Linked DNA regions of Mus musculus: all the other regions are linked to region 1. A link is a contact called in public HiChIP or PLAC-seq and promoter capture Hi-C data. All regions are on one chromosome and are shown on one strand. Each heading gives the region's core, a stretch centred on a gene start, on an enhancer-like site or on the middle of the called end of the contact. The rest is flanking DNA. Distances are from core to core; before and after follow the strand shown. Region 1 holds the start of Dus4l (dihydrouridine synthase 4-like (S. cerevisiae)). Region 2 overlaps Cog5 (component of oligomeric golgi complex 5). Region 3 overlaps Cog5 (component of oligomeric golgi complex 5). Region 4 overlaps Cog5 (component of oligomeric golgi complex 5).

Evidence for each region. Promoter capture Hi-C pulls out the DNA fragments that hold promoters and counts their contacts. HiChIP or PLAC-seq counts read pairs in DNA pulled down with a chosen protein or histone mark.
Region 2: an H3K4me3 HiChIP or PLAC-seq map of the SCID.adh cell line shows a contact between it and region 1, with 10 read pairs. The contact joins the enhancer-like site here to the promoter of Dus4l in region 1. A contact is called at or near these places in 3 of 39 promoter capture datasets (the C10 cell line, the HPC-7 cell line and liver), 2 of 115 datasets of contacts at active chromatin or transcription factors (the SCID.adh cell line and embryonic forebrain) and 1 of 9 other capture datasets (adipose tissue).
Region 3: a contact with region 1 is called in an H3K27ac HiChIP or PLAC-seq map of SST interneurons, with 3 times the contacts expected there. The contact joins the enhancer-like site here to the promoter of Dus4l in region 1. A contact is called at or near these places in 6 of 39 promoter capture datasets (3T3-L1-derived adipocytes, cranial neural crest, hippocampal neurons and 3 more), 1 of 15 datasets of contacts at CTCF or cohesin (the NIH/3T3 cell line), 6 of 484 Hi-C or Micro-C datasets (cerebellar granule neurons, cerebellum, cerebral cortex and 2 more), 19 of 115 datasets of contacts at active chromatin or transcription factors (the SCID.adh cell line, SST interneurons, VIP interneurons and 12 more) and 3 of 9 other capture datasets (adipose tissue, liver and pancreatic islet).
Region 4: a promoter capture Hi-C map of hippocampal neurons shows a contact between it and region 1, with 2.0 times the contacts expected there. The contact joins the enhancer-like site here to the promoter of Dus4l in region 1. A contact is called at or near these places in 3 of 39 promoter capture datasets (the 3T3-L1 cell line, cranial neural crest and hippocampal neurons), 1 of 115 datasets of contacts at active chromatin or transcription factors (CD8 T cells) and 2 of 9 other capture datasets (liver and pancreatic islet).

What each region holds. Positions count from the first base shown.
Region 1 is chr12:31,653,245-31,656,864 of GRCm38.p6, reverse strand. Dus4l (dihydrouridine synthase 4-like (S. cerevisiae)) reads left to right here and starts at 2,039. Exons shown (of 7, transcript NM_028002.2): 1 at 2,039-2,175. It overlaps Cog5 (component of oligomeric golgi complex 5), which reads right to left and starts at 1,996. Exons shown (of 23, transcript NM_001163126.1): 1 at 1,882-1,996. The coding sequence starts at 1,975.
Region 2 is chr12:31,871,961-31,875,509 of GRCm38.p6, reverse strand. All of the region lies in intron 16 of Cog5 (component of oligomeric golgi complex 5), which reads right to left. Among named protein-coding and RNA genes, the nearest start is that of Hbp1, 77 kb to the left of the region's middle. Within about 2 kb of position 1,454, at least 9 of the 459 cell types and tissues checked have an H3K27ac peak or open chromatin away from gene starts, as enhancers often do. A contact at or near this core is called in the SCID.adh cell line, where this site is marked.
Region 3 is chr12:31,904,354-31,908,007 of GRCm38.p6, reverse strand. The region is part of intron 19 of Cog5 (component of oligomeric golgi complex 5); the gene reads right to left. Among named protein-coding and RNA genes, the nearest start is that of Hbp1, 44 kb to the left of the region's middle. Within about 2 kb of position 2,162, at least 54 of the 459 cell types and tissues checked have an H3K27ac peak or open chromatin away from gene starts, as enhancers often do. A contact at or near this core is called in SST interneurons, VIP interneurons, cerebellar granule neurons and 9 more, where this site is marked.
Region 4 is chr12:31,824,077-31,827,338 of GRCm38.p6, reverse strand. The region is part of intron 11 of Cog5 (component of oligomeric golgi complex 5); the gene reads right to left. Among named protein-coding and RNA genes, the nearest start is that of Gpr22, 110 kb to the right of the region's middle. Within about 2 kb of position 1,353, at least 46 of the 459 cell types and tissues checked have an H3K27ac peak or open chromatin away from gene starts, as enhancers often do. A contact at or near this core is called in hippocampal neurons, where this site is marked.

The DNA.
Region 1 (3,620 bases), core at 790-3,289:
TCACTGAGCCTATCAACCCTATCTTTAGGCAAATTCTAAAGACAGTGAATTGGTTACTGAACAAAATGATCAAATTTTCAGGTACATTTGGGGAAACTGGAAAGGAATTTAGGAAATTAAATAAATACATATATACATACATACATACATACATACATACATACATACATATATACAAGGGCAGTGGTGGCACAGGTCCTGAATCCCAGCACTTGGAAGGCAGAGGCAGGTGAATCTCTGAGTTCTAGACCAGCCTAGTCTACGAATTAAATTCCAGGACAGCCAGAGCTACAACAGAGAAACCCTGTCTTGAAAAATAAACAAATAGTGTGGGATCCTTATATCATATAACAAATTACTTCAAGGAAAGAGCCAAGCTTTTACAAGTTTAAATAGGATAAGAAGCAGAAGTGCCCATCTGACTTACTTCCAAGGAACCAATGAGGACCTCTGCAAAGTGATTTTAACATTATAGAATGGGAGTGTTTGGATTCTAGACAGGAATAAACTCCACAGCACAAAGGAAGGGAATGTCCTTAAAACAAAGGGCTTTATTTAATTGCTGAGACTTTACTTAATTGTATTTGAAACCACAGAAGGAAAAAAGCAAGCATAGTTTTAAGTTCAGTTTAAGCTCAAAGGCTGGACAGCTATTAAACACACACACACACACACACTCGTTTCAGGATTTTGAAACTTGGTTAAATTTAAATTTCAATTAAGACACAAAGATGAGGTGCATCAGGCAGAAACTCTAAGAATATACCACAACCTAACTCTGAAAAACATCACTAGTCTTGACAAGATATAAAATATCTATTAAAAAGATATAAAATATTCAACAATCAGGGAAAACACCATAATTTAAATTTCAGTTTGATCCTTTAAGCCACTCTTATGTGGAAAATTAAAAAAAAAAATCTGTTCCTACTGTATGCAGAATACTGCTTTTAACTCTGTGGAATATAAAAAGAGGTTCCTATGCTTGGCTTGGTAGCCTTTGATCCCAGCAGGTGGTAGACAGAAGCAGGTGTATCTCTGTGAGTTCAAGGCTAGACTGACTGATCTACAGGGAGTTCCAAAACAGTCAGGGTTTCATAGAGTAACCCTGTCTCAAAAACAAGGGGGAAGGGGATTGGGGAGGAGGAGGCGCAAGGGCCTCGGAAGCAATTAAGGTGATAAATGCAAACGCTTTTAATAGATGAAAGAACTTAGTGTCAACTAGAGAAAAGATGGGATGATTAAGGCCTAATACCTTTAGCAAACTGAATTTTGTTCTGTCTCTCAGATTGAGCATTAATACAACCGAACTTGACTTTCAAGCGTACTATACTATAGAAAGGTATATAGTTAATTTACTTGGGATAATTTCTCTTCAAACTACCAGTAATCCTGACTTCAGTACTCGACATGTATGGATAACAGAGGCACCTGCATAGCCCAAGAACTGAACACGGAAATTTCCAACTCCACATTTTGCATCCTCCATCCCTTTCCTTAAGCAGCGAGCGGTCTGTCACCTAGGGTGAGTTCACACTTCTGGGCACGGACAGTGCAATCCTTGGTCAGGAACTGAGCAGCAGTAGCGGCTATCAGCCCCGACCACGTCGTGCAGGAACTACAGCGATGTCCCGGGCGCATCATGATCCAGTGCAAACCCCAGCAACTAGACACCAGGTGTTTTCCCCAAGACACCCACGGGAAGAGAGGAACACGTTCCCCGTGAAACTGGGGGACCAGGACAATCCCGGACGCCAGGGGGCCGGGCGGAGGGGAGTGGCCAAGTCCAGACAGGAAAACTTTGTGCAAAGTGACCGGTAGGATTCTCGGACTCTGCGCAAGGCAGGGCGACCCAGGCCGGGCCACCGTCCGACGCCTTACCGTCCTGCAGGATCGCCTGCACGGTCGCCGCCACTACTGCGGAACCCGAAGCCCCACGGCCTGCTACGGAAATTGTGCTGTCTCCACCTTCCATGTTGGCAAGTGCCGGGTTGATGACGTCTTGCAATCGCCCCGCCCTCCAAGTGACGCAGAATCAAGGCGCCGCCCCACCTGCCCGGCCCGGGTTGCGTTTGGGAACCTAAGTACTACAATCCTACGTGCAAGGAAAGACAGGTCGCCGCCGGGGCCTTCTCCCATTCCGCTCCGGACGCAGCCACCGCGCCGATCTCCAACGCAAGTATTGGGCCTGAGAACTCCGGCGTGGGGAAGAGGCTCTTGGGAGCGTCACGGCCCTCCTCGCCCAACACGTGGGAGCTTAGGGCTGCTCAGCCTTACCTAGTCCCCGCCTGGAGTGGCAAGCCCGGGTAGCAGGCAGTATATGCTGGGGAAGAATAGTTGTTAAGCTCTGCCCTTAAAAATAAAAACGTTTAAATATTCGTAACTATTTATTGAGTTGGTCTGGAGCTACTCTGCATTTTGCATTCCCTTAACATCGCCTCAGAAGATTTTTCCCTCCTGTGTTTGACCTCAGTCACGATGCGGTAGCGAGAGGCAGCGCGCCTAGAGTTGCATTAGATTTCAGTATGCATAGTTTACGAAACTACTTTGTTTGTAATAATCATACACGACGAATAGCATTATCTGAATTACAGGATGATTTTCTTTCCTTAGCTTTCTTGTTTTTCACAAAAAAAAGATTGACTTTAGTCTACATATTAATATGCAATAAAGTTTTTAACGCCCACTATACATACCAGCACAAGTTTTCAAAAAAAAAAAAATTCACTTATATTTTAAAAGGAATTCTAGGTGTAGAAGCACATATTACCAAAATATTATGTCCGGTGCTGCATGCTTTGGAGAACTTTAAAACAAAATATTGATACCTTCATCCCATAAGTTCAGAGAGCTGTTTTTGGTCTTGGATGTGACTTAAGCATTTTTATTCCTAAAAGTTTCTGCATCCTAATTTACTATCAAGATTGAAAGCTATAGCTTATTCAAGAAATTCATACTGAAGCAGACTTTGCCATTTAGTCTGGCCACAAGAATGAGTAAGAGCAAAATCATGCTTTAGAAAGTCAGTCATGACGCCATTGCCGATCACCACCTCCTAGTGTGTACCAGTTCTGTAATGTGTAAGATTCTTCCCTCCTTTGCAAATAGTCTCTTAGTGGTTTACTCCGTGTTTATTCCTCATATCGACATAGCCCATCTCTGACTTAGCTTAATTACGCTCCCATTTTCCTCTGAACAGTGTTGACACTTCCAAAGATTTCTTGCAAGCCATGACATCCTTCAGTATATTGGCCTTGTGTTCATTTAGCCTACTGCCAAACATTAAAGACTGAATTTTGAACAACTAGCCTTTTATAGAGTTAGCTTTTATCTGGCAATAGATTACAAAGGCCAAAATGGAATATAAAAACAAAAACTATGAAGTCAAAAGCTTTAAGTACAACATGAAAAATATTAAACAATTTTATCACTTGTACTTTGGGCATAAAAGTTATTTACGGTGCACTTACTTGGTAATAACTGAATATCTTCACTGGTAATAAATTTAGATTATTTAAAATAATAAAGTTGTTTCTGCCTTCTGATTCACAAAAAAACTAGAATAAAAGTATCAGAGTTTCTTTTTTAAGTTGTATGTGTATGTATGTAGATGAATATAT
Region 2 (3,549 bases), core at 205-2,704, 220 kb before region 1:
TGGAATGTTAGGTTTCAAACCCAGGACAAGAGGCTGAGATGCCTATTAATATGTCAAAGCTGATGATGGCCTCCAGGTTCCCCCAGACTCCTTCAGTCTCTACCTGTTAACCCTCTGGCTGCTGGTGGTGGTGGTGCATGTGTGTATGTGTGTGTGTACATGTGTGTGTGGGGGCATCTAACATTACCTTCTCCAGTCCAGGGACTGGTCTGGGACTTCCCTTCCCCCAGCTTCTCTAATCCCTATATGACCCAGCTTCAGTGAAACAAAAAAAATTTAAAAACAAACAAACAAACAAATAAGCATCTAGAAAAAGACAGAAATGAGTAAAGCTAAAAGAGAAACAAATACTAAACAATTTACCAATTAAATCCTAGGCAATAATTACATTGATAATTAACTAAGTACTCCACAAAAGACAGAGATTACTACCATAGACAAAAGAACAAGACTCAGCTATATACTGTTTGTAAGAGATGCACTTCAAAAGTACACAGAGGCATTCAATGCAAATTTATAGGAAACACACCGTGCAAACATTAGCATACACAGACTAGATTGTTGTTAGTTAACACAGAGTGCAAAGCAATAAGGTAAAGAGGGTATTTTGTAATAGTGAAAGTGTCAGTTCATTAAAGAATAATAATAAATACATCCATAACAGACCTTCAACAATGCAGCCATAGAGACTTCCAAAATCGAGGACACAGAATTGATAGAATTAAAGAAATAAGAAAGGTATCTTTCTTAAAAGATTTTGACTCTATCTCAGCAATTGATAGGACAAACACAAGATGTTAGGAGACAAGGAATCTCTTCACACTTGTTATTTAACTTGACTAATGATCTGACAGTACAATCAATAATTATAAATTATCATCATGTACATAGTTAATTTATAAATAAACCACATTCAGAGCTAGAAAAGCCACACTTAAGTGCACCGCTCCCATCTACAATAGAAATATAAACAGTCATACAAGAATGCAAGTCAGAAAACAGGCTAAGGACATTTCTCAGGACAAGCAGCACCCAAGCTGGCTGACAACAGTGAAGTCAGAAATCAGGAAAATACATCTGACAACAAAAACAAACCTGGAGATGAAAAAACAAGCTTCGAAATAATTCACAACTGAAGGAGGAAATGACAAATGAAATTTCAAAATACTTGAGGCAGAATGAAGATGAAAGTACAAATGATCACAACTGCGGTGCTTCAAAGGGTTTGCATGTTAGTGTAAGTGCACATTAGTTTATTTTGGCTGTTACAAGGGGAAAAAAAAAAAACAAGTCAAAGACAGAATGCGAGGGCTGGGACATGGTCTGTGGTTAAAACACCTCCCACAAAGAACAAGGGCCTGAGTTTGCATCTCCAGTGTCTGTGGAAAGCTTGCTAGGTAGCTTGGATCTGTAAATCCAGTGCTAGGTGGAGGGATGCGGCGAGGGGCAGGAGGACCTCTGGGCTTCCCTGGTCAGACAGCCTGGCCAATGGATGAGCTTTAGGTTCAGTGAGAGATTCTGTCTTTAAAAATAAAGTAGAGGGACTGGAGAGATTGTTCAATGATTTAGAACACTCACTGCTCTTCCAGAGAACCTGGGTTTGATTCCCAACACCCACATGGCGCTTGCACCTATCTGTAACTCCATTTCTAGGGGTCTGACAGCATCTTCCGGGTTCTGTGGGCAATTCATGGCTTTGTTGTTGCTGTTGTTATTTAGAAGATAACAAAGTTTATAGAATCCTGACTAGATAACTATTAAAAAAGGAAACAGATCAACAATATAAAATGTTGAGGCTTTCACCAAGAGTCCTACAATGTTAAAGAACAGTGACTCTTAGATACATTATGCTGACAAACTGGATGACTTAGGTGAGCAGACAAATGCCTGGCAAGTCACAGTATCAAAACTCATCCCAAGGTAAATAAATAAACCGAATGGCCACTTATCGATTAAACAGCTAAATCTGTACTCCCAAACCTTCCTACAAAGAAAAGTGTAGCTCAGATGGCTTCAGTATGAAACCTAACATTGGAGGGAAAGGGCAAAAAGAAAGAAAGCCTTCTAAATTCACCTCGTGAGACCAGTCCTATACTGGTCAAAGACTAAGGTAATGGTGAAGAAAATTCTATACCAATATCTTTTATGAATAGAGACATAAGTACTCGTAATAAATTTTAAGTAAACCAAACATAGAAATATATAACAAGGGCACTACATCAAGACAAGACCTTTGCAGGAGATTTAGAATAAGTTGCTGTAATGTATCTTATTAACAGAATAAAAGGGACAAGACTGCAATATGACTTCAGTTGTTTAAGAAAATAACAATACAGTTGCTAATTTAAATTTTTCAGAAAATTAGAAATATACATTTTGTTTAATTTGGCAAAGGTCATTTATGAAAATCTGTAAGCTAGCATTATTATGAACTTTATAGCTACTACTATACTTAAAATAATAAAATATGAGTAATTTCTTTTAGGTCAGGAGCTCACTAGCTCAGTTCTATTGAGTACATGACGAGTGGTCATAGCTAGAGAAATAAAATGTGGAGAAACAGCACAACTACCAGAAAGTAAGAAATAAAACTCTCGGCTTAAGTAACTAATGAAGCCTTTATAACTGGTGAGCTTTCCACATAGGGCCATTAGAAATCGGGGGAACAGAAATCATTTTGGGAACGCCATTATATTAAAGATAAGCGTGAATAAATAAATAATTACAAAAGGAAACAGAAGGAGATCATGGTACATTCCATATGCTCTCTACAAACCAGCAATGTCTGTAATGCATTTTAAAAGAATTTCTTAAAATAGCCATGATTATAAAAATATCAGAGCCTCAACAATCTGGAATATTCCCTGAGAGAGCATCAAACCCACAGAATAAAAGAGATGTGACACATTCCCATATATAACCCTAGCAACACTGTCACTATCTGCAAAGAGACAAACTCACCAGAAATGGACCAGAATAACCGTTACAGAGTGATTAAATGCCACATATCACATGGTGGTTAGAATGAAATGGCTCTGTGTTTATTAAAACATGTTAGCTAGCTCTCATGAGAAGACAGGACAATGTGGAGCACAAAGACAATGACCTGTTCCCTGATGGCATCCAAGAATTGCAGAGCCTTCAGGTTTGCCATACTGGTCCAATTTTATAGTATTATAATCAATGATTTCGAAAACTTTTACTAAAAATATTTCACAATGGCAGCTTCTTCCATGTTTAGTAATGAGAAGAGCACACTAGGAGAAAGGAGGACAGAAAACATGCAAGTGTCTCCTCACCCACAACACATCAGACCTCTGCACACACGAACATGTGTCATCAGATCTCTGCACACACAAACGTAGGTCATCAGAGCTCTGCACACATGAACATGTGTCATCAGAGCTCTGCACACATGAACATGTGTCATCAGAGCTCTGCACACATGAACATGTGTCATCAGAGCTCTGCACACATGAACATGTGTCATCAGAGCTCTGCACACATGAACATGTGTCATCAGAGCTCTGCACACATGAACATGTGTCA
Region 3 (3,654 bases), core at 913-3,412, 250 kb before region 1:
AGAAGAGGGCATCGGATCCCATTAGAGATGGCTGTGAGCCACCATGTGGTTGCTGGGAACTGAACTCAGGACCTCTGGCAGAATAGTCAGTGCTCTTAACCTCTGAGCCATCTCCCCAGCCCCCATCTACGCCCATCAGTGTTTGTTTTTATGAAACTGAGAGCATGCTGAGATCATGTTACGTCCTATTCTAAGTCACTTCATACTGTGTAAAAGTATAATGGTTTGTCAGGTTGTACCTTGCCCTGACAGACTTCATTTTACAAACAGATTTGACTCACATTTTAAGGATGGAAGATAATTACATGCAGCAGGTGGACTCACCAACACCACCATCTGTCCAACACACCCACAGCACAGACAGATGACTTATGCCTAGCAGGAGAAATGGTGTTAACCTACAAAGATATGGGGGTGAACTGAGATAGCAGGGCACAAGAGTACATTAAAATCATATCAGTAAGACCATGCCCAAGAATGGATCAGACACGCCAGACCAAGAGAGGGTGTAACTCCTTCTCTTGAACCCCATAAAATAGAACATTCCTAGCATGGTCATGGCAGAGGCCTGCACAAACTTGTCATTTGTTACCTGGAATATGCATAGGATACAGGTGGAGAAGACCCAATCACCCCTCAGCTCAGTCCTCCATGTTGACATGGCCCACTGCTATCGACTCAGGCATATGCATGTCCCTCGGACTTAGCCCCTGCTCCTGCTACACACTGGGCTCTGCTCTTGTGACTCTGCAGCTGGCTCTTTCAAGGCCTGATCTTTACAGCAGCAATAGCTTCTTCCCCAAGGCTAGTTTGGATTTGTTATCTAATCAATATATTAATCTTATCTATAAACACTTACGCATCTTATCTCTATACATTTCAATCCACCCATTCCTGAAAAGTTCCTATAGTATTACTGTATAGCCTCTTTACCTTGTATAGGTTCTGCAAATCACATATATGTGTAGCTCTATATAGATACATTTATTGTATCCTGTGTGTTCTGATATAAGAGTTAATATTAACAATTAAGATTTGAGTTAGTCTTAGTAATTAAGACTGGAATAAAAGAGCCTGCATTCACCTCAGCCAGTCTGCTAAGGTGTAGGAAGACAGCTAAGGTAGGAAGACAGCTAAGGTAGGAAGACAGCTAAGGTAGGAAGACTGCTAAGGTAGGAAGACAGCTAAGGTAGGAAGACAGCTAAGGTAGGAAGACAGCTAAGGCAGGAAGACAGCTAAGGTAGGAAGACTGGCAAACTGATGCAAGTAGTAGTGTACTGTTACTCAATAAACTCTTACACTATGGAAAAACACATGCTCCTCCATTTTTCTGGAATACAGTACTCATGATAGAGTTCCTACATTTGGCACAATATATAGTTATGATTGTTATATCTTCTTGATGAATTATTTCCTTTATTAATATAGACGTGGTCTTCTTTACCTGGTGAGATATAGCAGCACTTGTATGGTCAATAGATCAGGGCCTTAGAAAGGTGGTGTCAATCAATCTCCCTGAAAGGAAAGCCAGCACAAAGCAGCATCTATCTTAGTTACTGCTCGCTCCCCTCTTCCTGAGCCTGGAGCTCTCTCGCCCTCTCTCCCTCCCTATCTAAAAGCTCCAGCATAGCACAGCCCCAGTTCCTCACTGTTTTCACTGATCTAATAAACTAAGATAAAGAAGGTTCCAGCAATGCAGGCTGCAGACTTCAGAAGGAAACTGTCCCTTCAGGGGTAAGGTGATGGGGCCTGCTGGAAGGCAGGCTCTGTATTTTAGAACCAGTGTCTCTGGGCTTTTCTCTGTCAGCTCGCAGATCTACACGGGCATCCAAACTGACAATGAAGAGTCAGAGTCTTCAGGCATCTGGTGCTCAGGGGTTAATGTCAGACTGCAGAGAGGCAGGCAAGAATGGGGTCTTGACAATTCTGACACACGTGTCACATGAGGAAATGCAAAGCCTGCAGGGGCAGATCAGGAATGTCAGCATTTTTCTGAGGCAGCATTCTGCCCAACTATGAAAAGGTTTTTGCTGCCTGAGGGACTCTAATGGAGACAGCAAAATGTAAATGTATGCAAGAAGCTTGCTGGCTTAATTACCTAGTCCACTGATGTTACCATCAGAGAGAGTGCCCAGAGGCAGATGGCAGCATGCTGTGGAAAGGGAGAGCTTGCTAGGGCTTTGGGGGGTGGGAGAGGAGCAGCCCTGTAGCTGAGATCTTAAGCTGGCACTCTCCTCCTCCCTGGCAAAGGAGTCCCTGCTGCCCTCTCCTGCTCCAAGGCCTCTAACTCAGACTGCTCAGAATGAGGCCGCCTGTGGATTCCATAATATGCCTGAGTAACTGGCTGCCCTGCCTCCTACCTTGTTAGGAAACATTTTCAGGGATGTTATATTATTCTTTAACTCTTCTACTATTTCTAGATGGGATAACAATATGAGGAATTGGCTTTTCTCACTAAAAAGTAAAGCTGAAGTAGGAAATTTGAAAAAAATAAACCATTGCTGATGTAAAGGACAAGGCTTTGATGCCTGTTTACTTGTTAGTTTGTTTTGCTTCCCTTCTCCATACTAACACATAGCAGTGTTTATGGTACAGTGGGCCACAGCAACCATCTCCTTCGTAGCCTGTTTTTATTTATTTTTTGATTTGTTCTTAATTCAGTGTTATATTAGGGAATATTTTTGTTTTTGTTTTTATAAAATTTTAAGAGCCAATCCAATATTGTCCATTATTCACCTGGACATGGTGGAACAGTAACTTCGAATGACCTGTAAATGATAGCCAAGATTCAGCATGCAGAGGGCTACTGGCTGATGGCTAGCTCTTGTTAGAGGGCTCAGCAACAATGGAAAGGATGGAGGTTAAAAATCATGGGTCCTAGGGCTGGCAGTGGTGGTGACACCTTTAATCCCAGAACTGTGGAGGTACAGGAAGGCAGGCAGATCTCTGAGTTTGAGGCCAGCCTGGTTTATAGAGCTAGTTCCAGAACAGCCAGGGCTACAACAGAAAACCCGAATCAAAACAAACAAACAAACAAACACCAACATACCCCAAAAAAAAGGGAAAGGGGGAGGGGAGAGGGGGAGGGCCTATGATTAGGTGATTACAAGAGATTTCTTCCGGGGTTTAGTACACTCTCCTGGATAAAGTACACGTCCCTGTGAAGCCCAGGAAACAGACCTCAGAGCTAGCTTTCTATATCTGCATATCCCACAGGAAAGCTTTGCAAAGCACCCCTCTCCGTGCAAGCTCAGAGAAGTTGTGAGAACCTGTCTTTTCTCAATGGCAGCAGTGGCAGAAGCAGAGCCACCTACCTATTCACAGCTCCCCTCTCCTCGAGCCTCAAACACATTCTTTATATAGCAGGCCTGGGTTTGAACACCCTAAATGATACTGTGGTTTTATTTTAATTGTTAATCTAGTTTAATACTATTACCCTAGTCTGATCAAATAACTACGAGCCAGCATCAATTCAGTAGATTTCTGTAGAATGACATATCAGTAGGATTATTTTGGTACTTTTCAATCCCTATTGCATTTTTCATTTAATTCAAGTATGTGGGGTGCTCTGTAAGCAGGATGCAATCCTGTTTATATGCCTGTGGTCTTGGGAGCCCGGCACTGTTTGCAGCAAGGAGCTCCCAGGAGAAAGGG
Region 4 (3,262 bases), core at 104-2,603, 170 kb before region 1:
AAAAGTATGTTCACTTTGCTTGTTTCTGTTGAAACTTAAAAATATAGATCATGGGGCTGGTGAGATGGCTCAGTGGGTAAGAGCACCCGACTGCTCTTCCGAAGGTCCAGAGTTCAAATCCCAGCAACCACATGGTGGCTCACAACCATCTGTAACAAGATCTGATGTCCTCTTCTGGAGTGTCTGAAGACAGCTGCAGTGTACTTACATATAATAAATAAATAAATCTTTAAAAAAAATATAGATCATACCAATAGTTTGCTGAGTCAATATTTTTATCTGGAAACTACAAGAGAAAAGAATAGACAAAAGGCTTAGAAACCATATTTTGCAACTAATCACGACCCACAGATAATGAAAAGGACTTGCTATATTAAATAATTTTATCTTCATAGTTACAGGTTTAGCATTTTACTTTTGAATAAACTAAATTTAATTTTATTGTTTGTTCAAACCCAAGAACTATACTTTCTAGTAGACTATTTTTGCCAAGCATGAACATGCATAATCAGTAAGAGCATGTTCCTAGGAAAATTCCCCTTAGATACATTCTGCCAAAATATTACTTAAGACAATCTGTTACATTGCCTGTAATCTTCAACTCTGCAGATGGCTCCATTCCTTAACAAGGCTTGCCTAGAATGTGAAGAAGCTCTACAGCACACTACAGGGACCATGCACGCTAAAACATGGAAGATGCTTGACAAACGACTTACTTTGGAATTCTCCCCAAGGAAGTTATTAAAGTAATAATGATATCAGAAGATACAGACTACTCTAAATGTGAAATATTAATGAGAATCTCTGCCTAAAATAATTATATGTCCTCTCAGTAGCTTCTTTGACTCACAAACAGATGGCCCCAAGAGGTAAGAACTGAAAAACATACCCTGAATTTCACAATTAAGAAGTAGGTCACTGGTAACCTTAATGAGAACAGTTTCAATAAAATCGTGGAAGATAGTCAGACCTGTTAGTTACACCTAGCTGGGAAATGGACAGAATGGAAATGAAGACAAAAGTAGAAATCACTCTCATGAGAAAGAGAGAAGAGGACAAAAGGAGAATAAACAGTAACTAAAGAGGAAGACTTGTATTGGTTGTGATTAGACTGAAAATGTAAGTTTACATTCAAGGAGAAACCAGAACTCCAAGGCAGAAAGCAAAGCACCACTGGTGCTGGTAAGAGCTTTCTCCAAAGCAGATTGAGCAAGAGAGGACGCACAGCCGAGGAGGAGGAGACTGAGCAAGAGCGGATGCACAGCCGAGGGAGAGGAGACTGAGCAAGAGAGGATGCACAGCCGAGGGGGAGGAGACTGAGCAAGAGTGGACGCACAGCCGAGGGAGAGGAGACTGAGCAAGAGTGGACGCACAGCCGAGGGAGAGGAGGAAAGTCCAGGCAGCTGCTCAAGGTCAAGGGGAACCCAGCTCTAACGTGGAAGAAAAGGCTTCAGAATCTGAGCTTCTGAATGGGACACTGTCCTGCCTTCAGAGGGTTGGTTACTCAGTGAGAACAAAATGAGGTAAAGCAGAATGGATGGATGGCCAGTACTGAGATCTAGAATGGGTAAAGAAAGTAAGACAGGCAAACAAAGATGAACAAAATCTCTGTCTGTCTGTCTGTCTGTCTGTCTGTCTGTCTCTGTCTCCCTCTCCACACACACCTCCCACCACCAATAGCACCACTACCTTTTATACTACATAGGGAATCTGATAAGATGGCTCAACAGGGGGGCTAGAAAGATGGCTCAGCTGTTAAGAGCACGAACTGCTCTTAAAGAGGTCCCGAGTTCAATTCCCAGCAACCACACAGTGGCTCACAACCATCATAAATAAATAAATCTAATAAAGGTTAAATAGTGGTGGTGGTAAGTGGTAATAAAACTAGATTAGGGACTTCAGCTTCTGACTGGTTAAGATGGTACACAAGAGCCAAACTGACCCTCCTATATGACTGCATACGTTAGTGGATGCAATCTTTGAAACAGTGGTTTTTCTAAGACATTTTATATCACAGAACAAATGACGTGATCTCTGAAAGGCAAGAAACAGAGTCTTCCTGCTTACTCTTTTGGAAGGAATTTCCAGGCCACAGCACAGGAATGGGGTTAACAGACCTGCACAACAGACTATGGAAGGACGTACAGAGAGGGGAAAGCTACACTATCTCAAAAGACCTGCAAAGGGTCCACCCAGAGTACGTGGCAAAATTCATCCCAGCATGTTGTGATTTTCAGCCCTAGAGGATAAACAGCCACCCCAAACAGTAGAGGGGAAAAATCTGTTAGTCACACAGGGCTGGAAATAATCTCTGTTCCTTACAGCCTGGCTGGGAGCCTGATGGCGCGCACCTCAGGGATGTGGAAAGGTGCCAAAAGTTCTACATCTGAATCAGGAAGGAATTATTCCTAGATTGATCACTGCTCCAACTTTGCTAATAGATCTTAAAATAAGTCTCAGAAGGTTCGATCTGTGTCTGAAGCAGACAGCAAGAGCTCTTAAAGACAGCAAAGGCCACCAGCACCAAGCCAGGTAAAATACAATGTCTGAGACACAAGGAAGGCAATCTAACAAAAGAGCAGGAGTAAAAGCCACAGAGTGGTATCTAAGTTGTATAAGCTTAAAACTTCTTTCAAAGAATAAAAACATTATACTTAAAAAGTTTAAGATATTTGTATTATGCTAAAGGCTCTGGGAGTAGATATATCACACTGAGAAAAATTTAAAACAAATCACGACAGTGATAGCTCAGTGAGTAAGAGCGCCCACCCTAGGTGACTGGTGACCTGAGTTCAATCCCAGGAACCAACAGAAGGAGGAGGAAATGAACTTTCAAAAGTTGTTCTTGGAGCTCCAGATGTATGCCATGAAATGCTTATATTAGAAAGTCCACACATACAAAATAAAATGAAAAGTTAAAAAAGTTCAAAAGTCATTAAGGGAAAAGAATCATGTCTATAACAACCCTGTATCTTAAAGAACTTGTTTTAAAAAAAAAGTGATAGAATACATTCTAATATTCAACAGTGCTAGATTACAGCAACCAAAATAAAAATTCAGACAGGGTACATTTCCTCTTTCTGGCTTGATGGTGGCTACCAGCTTCCCAGGGAGTCTCACAGTAGGCAAGCTCTTACTAGTCTCTTTTGTATGGAAATATAAATTGCATGAGATTAGGGCCCTACTCCATGATGCTATTTAACTTAATTTCTTCCATAAGATTGCTGTGGTGTAGCTGCTTCGGCCACACTGGAGCAGTTGT